Linked DNA regions of Ovis aries: region 2 is linked to region 1. The links are chromatin contacts, called in public Hi-C maps. All regions are on one chromosome and are shown on one strand. The core of a region is the stretch at or near the end of the contact, and the rest is flanking DNA. Distances in the headings are between cores, read along the strand shown. Region 1 overlaps RNF216 (ring finger protein 216). Region 2 holds the start of ACTB (actin beta).

The links. A called contact is a pair of places that touch in the nucleus more often than the background predicts.
Region 2: a Hi-C map of blood shows a contact between it and region 1, with 3 times the contacts expected there. The contact joins the promoter of ACTB here to the enhancer-like site in region 1. A contact is called at or near these places in 2 of 16 Hi-C or Micro-C datasets (both in blood).

What each region holds. Positions count from the first base shown.
Region 1 is chr24:39,092,468-39,099,117 of ARS-UI_Ramb_v3.0, reverse strand. The region is part of intron 11 of RNF216 (ring finger protein 216); the gene reads right to left. Among named protein-coding and RNA genes, the nearest start is that of RNF216, 57 kb to the right of the region's middle. Within about 2 kb of position 3,632, at least 35 of the 54 cell types and tissues checked have an H3K27ac peak or open chromatin away from gene starts, as enhancers often do.
Region 2 is chr24:39,218,124-39,224,773 of ARS-UI_Ramb_v3.0, reverse strand. It overlaps ACTB (actin beta), which reads right to left and starts at 4,073. Exons shown (of 6, transcript NM_001009784.3): 1 at 3,994-4,073; 2 at 3,134-3,262; 3 at 2,731-2,970; 4 at 1,846-2,284; 5 at 1,575-1,756; 6 at 689-1,458. The coding sequence starts at 3,256. The coding sequence ends at 1,315.

The DNA.
Region 1 (6,650 bases), core at 2,383-4,882:
GAGGAGAGAGGTGGTGAGGGGTCAGTTTTAAATCTGGTTTCTGAAACGCCCAGCTCCCCTCCACGGCCAGTGTGCATGGTGAAGCCTAACTCCCTGGGCCCTTCATCAAGCTGAGTGCCGCCTCTCCTCTCCTCTCCTCGAGTGGACACAGGCCCCTGACGCCTGGTGGGGAGGGCGTCAGCGTTAGGTCTCAGGCACTGAAGAGCCACTAGTGTGTGACACAGGTCAGAGCAAACGGTGCCAGCGTCTTCAAATGTGTGTTTGGTGTTTCAAATGACCTCTCTTATAAAGGGCAGTGCTCGCTTGTTCAGCTGAACTAGGACCTTCGCACTGAAGCTACATGGGAAAGTCAAGATCAGCGATGCCGGGCCCTCCTTCAGTGCCTGGTACAGAGATGATCGACAGCTGCTCCCCTTCTCTGCAAACCTCTGCCCACCAATATGACACCCGGCATTCCTACCCGGAGCTTCGTATCAGAACTGAATGACAGCAAACAAGCCTGCAAATCAGGCCTGGGCAAGGATGAGCCTGGCTATTTGAAAAATATCTGCCTGGGAGATGGGGGTGGGGCCCTGAAGCCAGGTAGACAGTCAGCTGTGACCCCTGCGCTGTTCGTATCTACAGGACCTTCTAAGTAGAGACAGCCCTTCACTTGTCCCTCACCAACCAAAACTGAACTGCTTTACTTACTAGGAAAGTAACAACTTTATCTGCTAGTTTCACAACCAAAACCAGACATTTTAAAAGCTGGTCCCTGTGATGCTTGGGTGAATCAGATCCCATCCTTACTTGTTAGTCAGAAATAGTCTCTGTGGGAAAAGGAAGCAGTTGGAAGCAGTCTTGAATCATAATTACTGAAAGCTGTATTTATACCCATGGGGCTCTAACTTCTGTGCCAAGGTTTTCTCACTGTGCTGGAGACAGGGCTCCTGTAGAAAGGCCAGTGAGAAGAAAGGGAGAGCTGTCAGAGTTCTAGCTCTTTCCACTGCCTACAAAATTGCATCAGTCACCTACAATCTGAGGCAAAAAGCTCCCCTTCTGAGGGTGGTCAGCCCTCCAAGGGATCCAGGAGGAAGGTCGACAGGTTTGAAAGTGGGCAAGTATATTTTCAAAATCATGTTTATCATTCCCCCTCCTCAAGTTCCCTAAAAGCAAACATAAATAAATAAATCAATCCTTTTGTTCTAGAAGTTCACAGATGACTAGGTCGATGAAAACAAGTGCAACTATTTTTTTAATTGGAAAAGTAACACATGCACAGTACTCCCTCTTCCCTTTGGAGAAAGCCTTCCCCAAAGCAATGCCCTGCAACCAATTTCTTCTCTCTCCTTCCACACAGAGCTTCTGCACCTGACCACAGACAACTCCTCCTCCTCCCATTTGAGATCCAAATATAAGCGTACAATATCCACTGTTCTATACTTTGCTGTTTCTTTTTTAAACTTAATACATCTTGGTGATGGCTTCAGACTGGCACAACTAGGCCCATGTCATCCTCCTTAAGGCTACAGTGTCCTGGCTCACAAGTCAAGTCTGGTCTGTTGCCTCTTTTAAGTGTGATCTGAACTAGATCGCAGTCCTGTTCATTTGTTCACGTGCTGTCTGTGGCTATGTGCAGGTGACAAAGGCGAAGCTGAGCATCGTGCCTGGCCCAGAATTCCTAGAATGTTTAATATTTACTATCTTGCCCTTTATAATAAAGAAAAAGCCTGCCCCCCTCTGGTGTATGTCCTTATATGAACATGCACACGCAGTCTGTTTCCTGCTGATGAACACGCAAGTGGAAAACGGGCATCCTTAAGAATGAAACTGAACTGTCAGTGCTGGGAGGCACTAAGGAGGAGCGGGAGACAGAGTGGGAACTGGCTGGAGAGGCCGGCGTGAAGACGCAAGCTCAAAGAGGCACCTGCAGGGCAAGCCATAGCCTCCGAAAGTGTGACTTCTTCTTTTTAGAGGAAGTAAGAGGCAAATTGCAGGTCTCTTGATAAAAGGAAATTCCCCTTTGCTGTATCAAAGCTACTCCCTGTGTTCGTGTTTTTCTTAGTTAGGCAAGGCTGCCTGAAGCATACTCTGACCAAATTAGGAAGCAAGCAGGCTGATGTCTCTAAGCCAGTCACCACATGGTCAGGACGCCCAGGCATGCGTAGACAGTGATGGATGGGGAAGGGGAGACTCAGTCCAAGAGAGAAGTGCTGCTTGCTTGAGAAATCAGCCTTATCAAAATTACACTTAATAAGAATTACTAATTGTTCTTGAAGATGAAATCCACTTCCTGCTTCTCACAAAAAACCAAGGGCTTCCAAGGTTTCTACAAGGAAAGACAGTGTGAGATGCACAGAAGAGAGGAATTCTGTGTGGAATTGTTCTGTTTACTCCAAGGGCAGTGAAGGTCTTGAGAGGCATCAAGGAAAAACAGACCAATTAGCTTTCTGATAGATTGATTGGATACTCAATTTTACACTATTGAGAAAAAAAGACCTTAGGAAGGGCATACTACGAATGATTTGTGTAAATTTCCAATTGAAGACCGTTACCTCCCGGAAGGACAAGGTTTTAAACTAGCCCTCCGCTCCCCAACGAGGCTGAGGGACGCGACACTGAGCCGTTCACACTGAGCTCGTTTCCGCCACCTCCATCCAGTGACATTCTCCTTCAGGAAGGACTTCTGAGTTAACCTCTGGTTCTGAGCCAGTGAGCTCAGAATCTACTCTGACCACCAGCACTATCTGGGCAATAAAATTTAACCTTGAAAATCCTTGCTTTCCTCCTAAATTTGCAGACCAGCAAGATTTTTGGACATGATTTTTATTCCCTTAGGAATGTGCTCAGCTCAGTTCCAGCATTCGCCATGAAATCAGATGCGCAGTTAAGAGTTAAGGTAAGTTTAAATGATAAAACAAACCTCAGTTCTCCTCTACAGGAAAGTCTTTAAGGGAGCTAGGCTGAAAGATGCGGGCGCTGCTCCTGGCTCAGCCCGAGCACAGTGCCCTCTCCGGGGCGGCAGCCACTCCCCTCGGAGAAAGCAGAGGCCCCAAACGGCCGTCGGCGCAGGCAGCCGTGCACTGGCGCAGGGCTCCTGTTGAAACACTGCTTTCTGTGCTGCCGCTCAGTTTGTGCTGAGCTGGCATCCGGGTTCCTTTGCCAGGTTGTACGGGGCAGGAAATTCGCAATCACTATCTCTGGAGCGCTCCGTATGTTGTCAAAACTGCTAAGCGTTTGCTTTCTATCTACCCTTTACCAACTCTGCACGTTTAATGACAATCACCTAAAGGATCCATGAATTTTACTTATGAATTTAAAGGATACATGAGTTGGAACTATACAGCACAGGTATTTGTCTGAAACCCTGGTTGACTGACATACAAACCCATCAATCAGGAACTGTGTTTCTGTTAGTCAAGATTTCTGTGACTCACCTGAGTCAAACTGTGCACCAGTGGACGGCTGAGGACACAGAGGGATTAGAGCGGTCCCTGACAAGGAGTTCTCATATAACACAAAGACGACGGTTTGATCACTTCCTCAAGCTGTGTGAACTGCCTGCTTCATCTGCTCAGTGAAGACGCCTGGGCTGTATGACTCCCCTCTACCCCTCATAAATCCCGCGTCTACAGTTACAGATGGAGAAAAGCACATGCCAATAGGAGAGTCACCTGGGCAGGCCTAGTGCCGGCCCCTTGACAGGGCTGGAACCACACCCTTGTTCCCCACCAGATGAGTGTGAGTGTGACGGCACCCAGGGGGCTGGCAGGCCCTCCACGCCCTGCTCCCTGTGACGGAAGCTGCTGCTCGGCAGCCTGGCCTGCACAGGGCCGTGGGCCGGGCCGCCGCGCCTCCCGTGGTGTGGTCCTCTCCCGGCATGTCTTCTGCTTTCTCACTGCAGGGCAGAGGCACACGGCTCTGCGCGAGCTTCGTTGCCCTTTTATGGTAGAAAAATGAATTGCCTGCCCAGCAGTGGAGCTGAGAGATGACAGAACGGAAAGCTGTCATTTGTTGTGGTTTTGGCAGCAAGCAAGTGTTCTCCTCTCAGCCACCCTTGGATGGACAGTGCACGCCTGGCATTCGGCAAGGGAAAAGCAAAGCCCCAGCCACACAGCTCCCCGATGAGAGCCTAGCCTGCACAGCGATACATTTACTGAGGAATGGCATCAAGCCTCATTTTTATGAAAATGTACCTTTTACAAAACAAGGCATCAAAAGGTTTGTGCTTGTGAGTCCCAGAAAACATGGTTACAATCAGATCACTTCTGAGGAACAGACCTCACTTCCTTGTACAACGAGGATTTGGGGCTGGAGCTGGGCAGCGAGGTGACCTCACTCTGGAGGAGGGGCTGTGGCTCTCCCTGCAGCCCAGCCAACCTGGGCCCTGTCACCCGGATGGCTCAGGGGGGCAGGGGAGGTGCCACCAGCCCCAGATAAACGCAGCTCCTGGGAAAACACACCGATATCCAAGTCCCTGTGGTAATAAACAGCAGTTGGTACCACAGGGCCGTAAATGGTTTGCATTTCTGTCAGGAGGCCCACAGGAAAAAAAAAAAAGCAGGCCTCCCAGCAGCTGGGGAAACACACTCCAAGAGGAAAATCTGGCAGATCTCTGTATGCACATCAGAGTTAGGGAAATAGGCCCATCTGAGTGAGAAATTAAGCTTAATCCAACATGCTTTCGGCTGGAAAACAAGTCTTTTTAAATGTGTGGGGAAAAAACTCTGATGGTTACGTGGTTCCTTCCATGTTTAAAAAGCACCCAGGACTGAAAACAGCACACGTGCCGGTGTGGAGCCAGCACAGAGCAGCAGCAGCTGCTGAAGGACGCGCCTGGCCTCCGTCGGGCCCCCTTCCCAACACCCCTCCAACCCATGGGGGGCTGCGCGCTGGGGAAGCCCCACCGCAGGGAGGAGCCTCCGGGACAACCGGGCTGACTATGTCCACCGCTGGCCCCAGGCAGGCACCTCCACCGCCCCTCCTGCCCGCTGCTGCCCCTCCCCGGCAGCTCCGGACAGCCCTCAGAAGACCGTGTCTCTCCAGGCCGATCCAACCCCACGAGGCCTTCTGGAGAAGGAAGCCACACAAGCGCTCGAGGCACTGCATGAACAAGCCGGCCTCGGGACCGAAGGGTTTGCTGGCCGAGGGCCATGCGGGCGCTGAGTGACTCAGGTCTGGGGTCACCAGAAATGCCCCTTCACGATAATACCACTGACCAGACTGCCCAGCTCCCCGAACGCTCTGTACCTCAGCCCTGCCCACCTCCCGCTCCCTCCTTCAGGGCGCTCAAGGGCCACCCTTCTGGCACTGTGATCACTAGCACCCGGGCTGTCAACAGCTCCCTGGAGTGCCCAGAACCAGACCCACTGTCCCCACTCTGCCCTGCGAAGCCCTCGCAATCTGGGGTCTGCCTCTCTTCCCAGTCCACATCCTCCTGCTCCGTCACACCGCCTGCTGGCTGGCCACTCACGCCGCTTCGCTCATGTCAGAGGCCTGGTCCCCTGCTTCACCCACTAGGCCACAGTCAGGCTGAGACTCCGCTCCTGCACAAGCGTTTCCTGGCAGTGTGCTCGCCTGCCTCTGGGAGCAGCCACCGTCACAGCTCCCGTCCTCGCGGGGCTGGCCTCCCCTGCTCAGAGCTCAGGAGGGCTGTGGCGGCCCCGTCGCGTTTCTTCAGGCCTGGCAGCGCTCAGTCAGTATCTGAATGACCAGATCTGACCAGAGCCCCACAGAGCAGAGTCCCACCTGCCCTGCCACAAGTCTAGGCTGAGGGGGTGGCTAACGAATGTGCTCAGAGAAGAGGGAAAAAATGTCAGGGATGATAAGGGGCAAGACCCTGTGGGGGCTTCTGCATGGTGACCAGACAGAAGTTTTTAGGAAGGACTGAGTCCAGAGAGGGAAGGACCCACATGCAGGCAGAGCCCTGGAATGAAGGTTTTAGGGGCAAGGGTGCCACCTGGGGAAAAAAGACCCAAGCTGGCAGAGATAAGGTCAGGTCAGAGCAGGTGCTAGCCTTGGAGAGAATAGGTGGCCAGAGGGCTGTGGTAACAAGACAGGGAGCAACAGATGTTTTTAGCAGCAAAATGTGACAGAAGAGGGGAGAGGAAGGCAAAAGCACAAGCTGTTGTCAAAGACAAGAGAAAAAAACCCGTGATCTGTTTCACTCTCTTTGGGCTAAAATGTGGATCACCTTATCAGACGTAGGGAGCTTTTGAAACTTAAAATGCTTTTCATATTTGTACTTCTGATGGGAAATAAAAGTGAAAAGTGCTTTTATGGGGCTACAGGGATCTGATCTGAGAAGTTCTCTTAGCCTACTTCTCTTTGAAAACCAAATGTCAATGCCAATTTGAAAGTCCTCAGTATTCTAGAAATCAGAGTGTCTGGACTGGAAGGACACTCAAAAGGTCATCTGGTCTTCCTCCCCGCCTCAAGGGTGGACAGCAGGTTGCAAGGCATCCCAGAGGAAGAGAATCTGTTGAGGGCTGTGCCTGAGCCTCTGGCAGGGCTCTGCGCCAGGCCCCAGAACCCTGGAACCCATTTCACTGGTTACGGGACGGTCCAGCAATCCATTCAGGATTCCTGACAGGCAGCTCAAGTCTGTTTCCCAGGGAGGCTGGAAAACATCAGGGCTCCACCAGGTGTACAGAAGAACCTCACACTCACAG
Region 2 (6,650 bases), core at 2,824-5,323, 130 kb before region 1:
TGGATTGACTTGGGGGTCAGTTTCTGTGCCTCTCACTCCCTCTAAAGATAGGGGGCCCATCCCTCATAGGGGAACCTTATCTCTTTCCCTCCGTGCCAGTGGGAGGCAGGCTGTAGACCCCCGACAGGGTCTTGGGAGAACTGGGGCAAACTGCCCTTGAAATTGGGAACCCACCAGTCCCAAGGACGGATCCAGACCTTGGCCAAATCCCCCCAGAGCCATCTCTGCCAACCCCACAGCCCCTCACAAGTTGGGGTGGGGGCCCTGCGCACCTATAGAAGATCCCCTCCTGTGGGAGTCACTCCAGGTGAATGGGCAGGTGTTACCCTTGGGCTCAGCCTCAGAGCCCCTAGCCCGCCTCAGGTTCTGAAGGTGAGGACAAAGTCTCTGACTTTGGAGGCCCCTGCCCCCATTCCAAGAAGACAGTCACAAAGATCCCCACCCAATTGCGGAGGTGGGTATAAAGACCCCCAACTCCAGGGCTCCTGACTCAAGCATCTCAATATCAGAACCACTGAGAAACGGGGATACTAGGGCCAGGCCAGGGCATTCATCTCTAACAAACGTGAGAGGTTAGAATCCTTAACTCCTCCCCCATGACCCTCCAAGAACCCCCAGGGAAAGAGGTGTCTCAGCGAGGCCCCACTGCCCCACCCTTGCCCCCAACACGCAACCACCACCAACCACAGGCCGTGTTTAATTGTGCACTTTATTTAACTGGTCTCAAGTCAGTGTGCAGGAAAGCCCTGACTGCCTCCGCACCTCAACCCGCTCCCAAGGGGACCAAAAGCCTTCATACATCAAGTTGGGGGACAAAAAAAGGGGGCCGTGATGGCTGACCATTCAAAATAAAAACAAACAAAAAAAAAACAAGTATTAAGGCGAAGATTAAAAACAAAACTTTTTTTGGAGTACATAATTTACACAAAAGCAATCACCTCCCCTGTGTGGACTCGGGCGAGGACTGGCCCCTTCTCCTTAGAGAGAAGGAGGGTGGCTTTTGGGAAGGCAAAGGACTTCCTGTAACAATGCATCTCACAATATTTGGAATGACTATTTTAAAAAAAAAAACCATGTACAGTCAAAGTCCTCGGCCACATTGTAGAACTTTGGGGATGCTCGATCCAACCGACTGCTGTCGCCTTCACCGTTCCAGTTTTTAAATCCTGAGTCAAGCGCCAAAAAAAAAAAAAAAAAAAAATCAAAAAATACAAAAAAAAAAAAAAAACAAATAAAGCCATGCCAATCTCATCTCGTTTTCTGCGCAAGTTAGGTTTTGTCAAGAAAAAGGGTGTAACGCAGCTAACAGTCCGCCTAGAAGCATTTGCGGTGGACGATGGAGGGGCCGGACTCGTCGTACTCCTGCTTGCTGATCCACATCTGCTGGAAGGTGGACAGCGAGGCCAGGATGGAGCCGCCAATCCACACGGAGTACTTGCGCTCAGGGGGCGCGATGATCTGGAGAGAGAGAAGGAAGCAGTGAGGGCCCTGGCGCCATCTCCCCGGTGACCATGGGACCGGCTGACAGCCACCACGCCCCTCAGCACCCCGTCCGCCTCCAGCTGGGCGCTCACCTTGATCTTCATCGTGCTGGGTGCCAGGGCAGTGATCTCTTTCTGCATCCTGTCTGCGATGCCAGGGTACATGGTGGTCCCGCCGGACAGCACCGTGTTGGCGTAGAGGTCCTTGCGGATGTCGACGTCACACTTCATGATGGAATTGAAGGTAGTTTCGTGAATGCCGCAGGATTCCATGCCTGGGGAGAGAGAGAAGGCAGACTTAGCCTCCAGTGTGGCCACAGGGTTACCTTCATGTGGGGTAGGCAGGGAGGGCCTTCTCACTCACCCAGGAAGGAAGGCTGGAAGAGAGCCTCAGGGCAGCGGAACCGCTCATTGCCGATGGTGATGACCTGCCCGTCCGGCAGCTCGTAGCTCTTCTCCAGGGAGGAGCTGGAGGCCGCGGTGGCCATCTCCTGCTCGAAGTCCAGGGCCACGTAGCAGAGCTTCTCCTTGATGTCACGGACGATTTCCCGCTCGGCCGTGGTGGTGAAGCTGTAGCCACGCTCCGTGAGGATCTTCATGAGGTAGTCCGTCAGGTCCCGGCCAGCCAGGTCCAGACGCAGGATGGCGTGGGGGAGGGCGTACCCCTCGTAGATGGGCACCGTGTGGGTGACCCCGTCACCGGAGTCCATCACGATGCCAGTGGTGCGGCCAGAGGCGTACAGGGACAGCACAGCCTGGATGGCCACGTACATGGCAGGGGTGTTGAAGGTCTCAAACATGATCTGTAGGGAGAGACAGGCCACATCATACTTGGGACACCACAAGGGGCAGTCAGGCCAGACTGGGGACATGCAGAAGAGTGCAAGGAACACGGCTAAGTGTGCTGGGGATCCCAGGATGGGGATTTACTTCAGAACGTATTGTGCACCTACTGAATACACACTCCAAGGCTGCTTGGCAGCAACCTCGGTTGGCTTTTGTCACACGAGCCAGGGTTAGTACCTACACCCACAGCACTTTATGCTTTCAACACCTAGTCAGAAAGGCAAACACCAGAAAAAGATCCCATCTGGGGAAAAGCAAATAGAACCTGCAGAGTTCCAAAGGAGACTCAGCTCAGAGAAGAAAGTCCTAGGAAAATGGCAGAAGAGAGAATAAGTGAGAAAGGGCGTGGCAAAGATGGGCAAGAAAGGAGGGGCGCTGAGGCAAGGCCGGGCGGCCCACTGACCTGGGTCATCTTCTCACGGTTGGCCTTGGGGTTCAAGGGGGCCTCGGTCAGCAGCACGGGGTGCTCCTCGGGGGCCACACGCAGCTCGTTGTAGAAGGTGTGGTGCCAGATCTTCTCCATGTCGTCCCAGTTGGTGACAATGCCGTGCTCAATGGGGTACTTGAGGGTCAGGATGCCTCTCTTGCTCTGAGCCTCATCCCCCACGTAGGAGTCCTTCTGGCCCATGCCCACCATCACGCCCTGCGGAGAGAGGAGCGAGGAGGCGCCTTCAGCTTTGGCCAAGTCCCACCGACCCCCCTCCCCACCCAGAAAACCAAAAAGGCCTCCCTCCCTCCTCCTCCCCGCCAGCTCCGAAGAGTCCAGGACCCACCCACTAAGCCAGACCCCCAGGTTGGGGCCATACCTGGTGCCGGGGGCGCCCCACGATGGAAGGGAAGACGGCCCGGGGAGCATCGTCGCCCGCGAAGCCGGCCTTGCACATGCCGGAGCCGTTGTCAACCACGAGCGCAGCAATATCATCATCCATGGCGAACTGTGGGGACAACCAGGGGGTGAGCCGGGGTGTAGGGGGGTGTCGGGCGCGGCCGCCCCCGCCCTACCCACTTCCGGCGCAGCGCGCCTTCGAGCCGCTAGGGGGCGCCGGCGCGCGCGCCCAGATTAGGGACAAAGGAAGCCGGGCGGCCGCGTTATTACCATAAAAGGCAAACGCGGGTTGGAGGCGGCCCCCGCGGCGCGCGGCAGGAAGCCAGGCCTCCGCCCCCTACCCACCCGGCGCCAGCCCAGCCCCGCCCCGCCCCGCCAGCGCCACCCGGCCGGCGCGCGGCGGCGGCCACGCCCGCCAGGCGGCCGGCGGCCCCGGGAGGAAGTGCGCGCAGGCGCTCTCGCGCCGCGGGGGCCCCACCCCTTCCGGCCGGCCGCCCCGCCCTCACTTCCCGAACCTAGCGCGCAGGCGCACGAGTGTCCCCCAGCCCCCACTCCGCCGGGCCGCGCCGCCGCGCCCACCCTCCCTCCCCGCGGCCGCCTCGGGATCACCTTGGAGGAGCAAAGCCGCCCGCTCGCGGACAGAGATCCAGGGCGTCCCCGGCCGCGATGGAGCGCGCCCCGAGCGCAGCTCCGGCCCAGAGCGAGAGGAGCGTAGGAGCCCGCTCTCTGCAGCCCGGCGGCCGTCCACGGGAGCCAGGATGCCGGGGGAGCCCTCCTGCCCGGAGGAGGCGCCGGCCCCCCGGCACAGCAGCGGCCCGGCCGGCGCCGGGGGCCTCTTACCTGGTTGCGGTGTCGACCGGCGGCGAAGGCGGAGCGGCGAAGGCGAGAGGCCTGTGCTGGCGGGGCGGACGCGGTCTCGGCGGTGGCTGCGCCTCGCGCCGCCGGGTTATATAGGGCGCCGCTGCGGCCGCTCGAGCCATAAAAGGCAACTTTCGAAACGGCGGGCGCTGATTGGCCCCGCGCCGCTCACTCACCGGCCTCGCCGCACAGTGCAGCATTTTTTTTTTTTCTTTAACCCCCCTCTCCCCTCCTTTTGAGAAAAAAAAAGAAAGCGATGGACTGGGAGAGAGCGAGAGCGAGATTGAGGAAGACGAGGGAGAGAGTTTTGGCGTTGGCCGCGCTGGGGTGCTGGGCGGCCCCACGGGCAGGGGGTGCGAGCCCCAGGCCGCCGCCCCGCCGAGCAGTTGCCCCGGGTCTGGCCCTGCGTGGCCCAGGCCCTCACCCAACCTGCCTCTGTCTCTGTGGGACCCCCAGGGTAGTGAGCGCCCCGGTGGGCAAGGGTTGGCACAGATGCCCGGGTTCCTGGTCGCTGTGGGTGCATGCTTAGGGAACAGATGTGGTGGGGAAGGGGTGGGCAGAGAGCCCTCCACCCTTACCAACATTAGCCCAACTGTCCAGAAAGCCAGGAGGGCCTCTGACTGGGGGTGCTCCGCTTGTTAAGTGGGTGTTCTCAGTGTGCTAAGGGGGCCAGTATTACTCAGACCTGGGGCTCAGAGCTGTGTTGACACCGGGGACTCGGGGCTTGTGGCCATTTAACAGGGACCCCGGTTCCCAGGGACAGGGCAGCCCTCCCCCAACCCACCCAGGGGCCAGCGGCTGGCCAAGCCTCCCCTGCTGCAGGACTGGACAGGGGTGGGATCTGTAGAACAGAGGAACCGTTTCCATGGAGCTGGGCTGCCTCAGGAGTGCCTGGTCACACCCAGCCAAGGCCAACCCTGGGCCGTTAACCCGGGCAGCTGCCAAGCTCTACCGGGTGCAGGCAGGCTGGGCCATTCAGCGCAGCTCTGGGGCCCGGGCCCCACCGGCCATCGTCTGCCTGTCACGTGCAGCTGACTTGCCCTGGACCATCTGGAGGCCACCAAGCACTGGGGAAGGACACTCAGCGTGCCGGCGAGGAGGGAGGGAGCTGGGGGAGCAGTGACAGCCCCTGAAGACCAGCTGCCCTCAGCCAAGGCCCAGCACACCTGCACCTGCCCTGGACCTCCCCCGAACACTGGGCCAGACCTGGGTGCCCTGCAGTGTTCTGGGTGGTTCCCTGATCTGAACTCTGCCAGTCTAGCAGGGAGAGCTTGCCCCCTCCCCCCAGAGGGTGGACAGCAGTGGTCAGCGTTTGGCAAAGAGGCACCCAAGAGGGCATAGAATCCCAGCCTGGGGGAACACGCGGCTTCTCAGAGGTGGTGACAGGCTGAATTATCACACAGAGGAGAGGGTGGTCCAGGTGGGGGCCCTGCCTGTCCCCAGGGGTCTGTTTGCAGGCACCCCAGGCCTGCCTAGGGCTTTGCTACACATAGTAGGTGCTCACTGAGTGTGTGTTGAAACCAGCGAAAGATTAGTCCATATATGGATGTGGAATCTGGCCAGGGAAGAGGCAGCTTGGTCCAGCCCACTGCAGGAGGCCGGTGGCAGGGCCTTTGAAGGTTGCCGAGGCCACAAACAGGTAGGAAGAGTGACCGGCTCTCAGCACGAAGCAGAGCCCCCGAGGCTTAGAGCCGCAGGCTGGCATTCCCAGGGAACTGCTCTCGACAGCTTCCCCAGCACCACCCCAGGCCTGGGTGAATGTTTCCAATCCATCCACTGCCTGCCTCCCTGGGACCAGATTGCCCTGTCCCTGGCCTTGTGTCTCAGTCACGGGCATTTGGCCAGCTACCCTGGGACCTGCCAGCCCTGTGATGCAGGAGCTGTGGTGGGAATAGGGGCCATGGGGCAACACGTGCGAGACTCGGGTGGCCCCCAAAGGCTCTGTGGGCTGGAGATCAAGGCCAGTCCCTGGGAGGCAGGGCCTAGGCTGCCATCGCACCTCTTCTCAAGAGAGGGGCCCCACCCCCCACCCACCCACCACGGGCTGGAGGATTCCTGGCCATCTGTGTCTGCAGCAGCCTGGTGGTCTCCTATGCATCCTTCAAGGCCCATCCCAGAAGGCCCCTTCCTTGAGGGAGTCCTTTGGGATCTGCAGCATACACCTCCGTCCCACCAAAGACAACTGCACAGGGCCGGCCTCGCTGACCAGAGGCGAGTCCTTCCAGGTCTCTGTCCAGCGTCCATCTCCCCATCTCCTCCCACCGAACCCACCCCCCCACCGGCTCTGGTCACAGTGCATCAGTGACCCCTGGGTGTCCTCGGCCTTGAGAAAGGACCCTGGGAAGATGGAGGGTTGGGGGGTGGCTGAGTCGCTAGCCTGGGGGGCTGGGAGGAGCTGAGAGAGGCAGCAGGAGGGAAAGAGGAAGTGGAGCGGCCGGAGGAAGAGGGAGGAGGCGCGCAGGAGAGGAAGTGAGCAGGTCCTCTGCCCGTTCGCGGGAACTTTGCCCTTGCAGGGAGTTTTCCGAGCTGTCACTGGGGCAGGCCAGCACCCAGCCCCCGGGGCCCTTAGGCGGCTCAGCCAATGGCGACGGCACTTGCGTTTCTGGTGCTTTTTTTTTTCTTCTTCTTTCCCTCTTGCG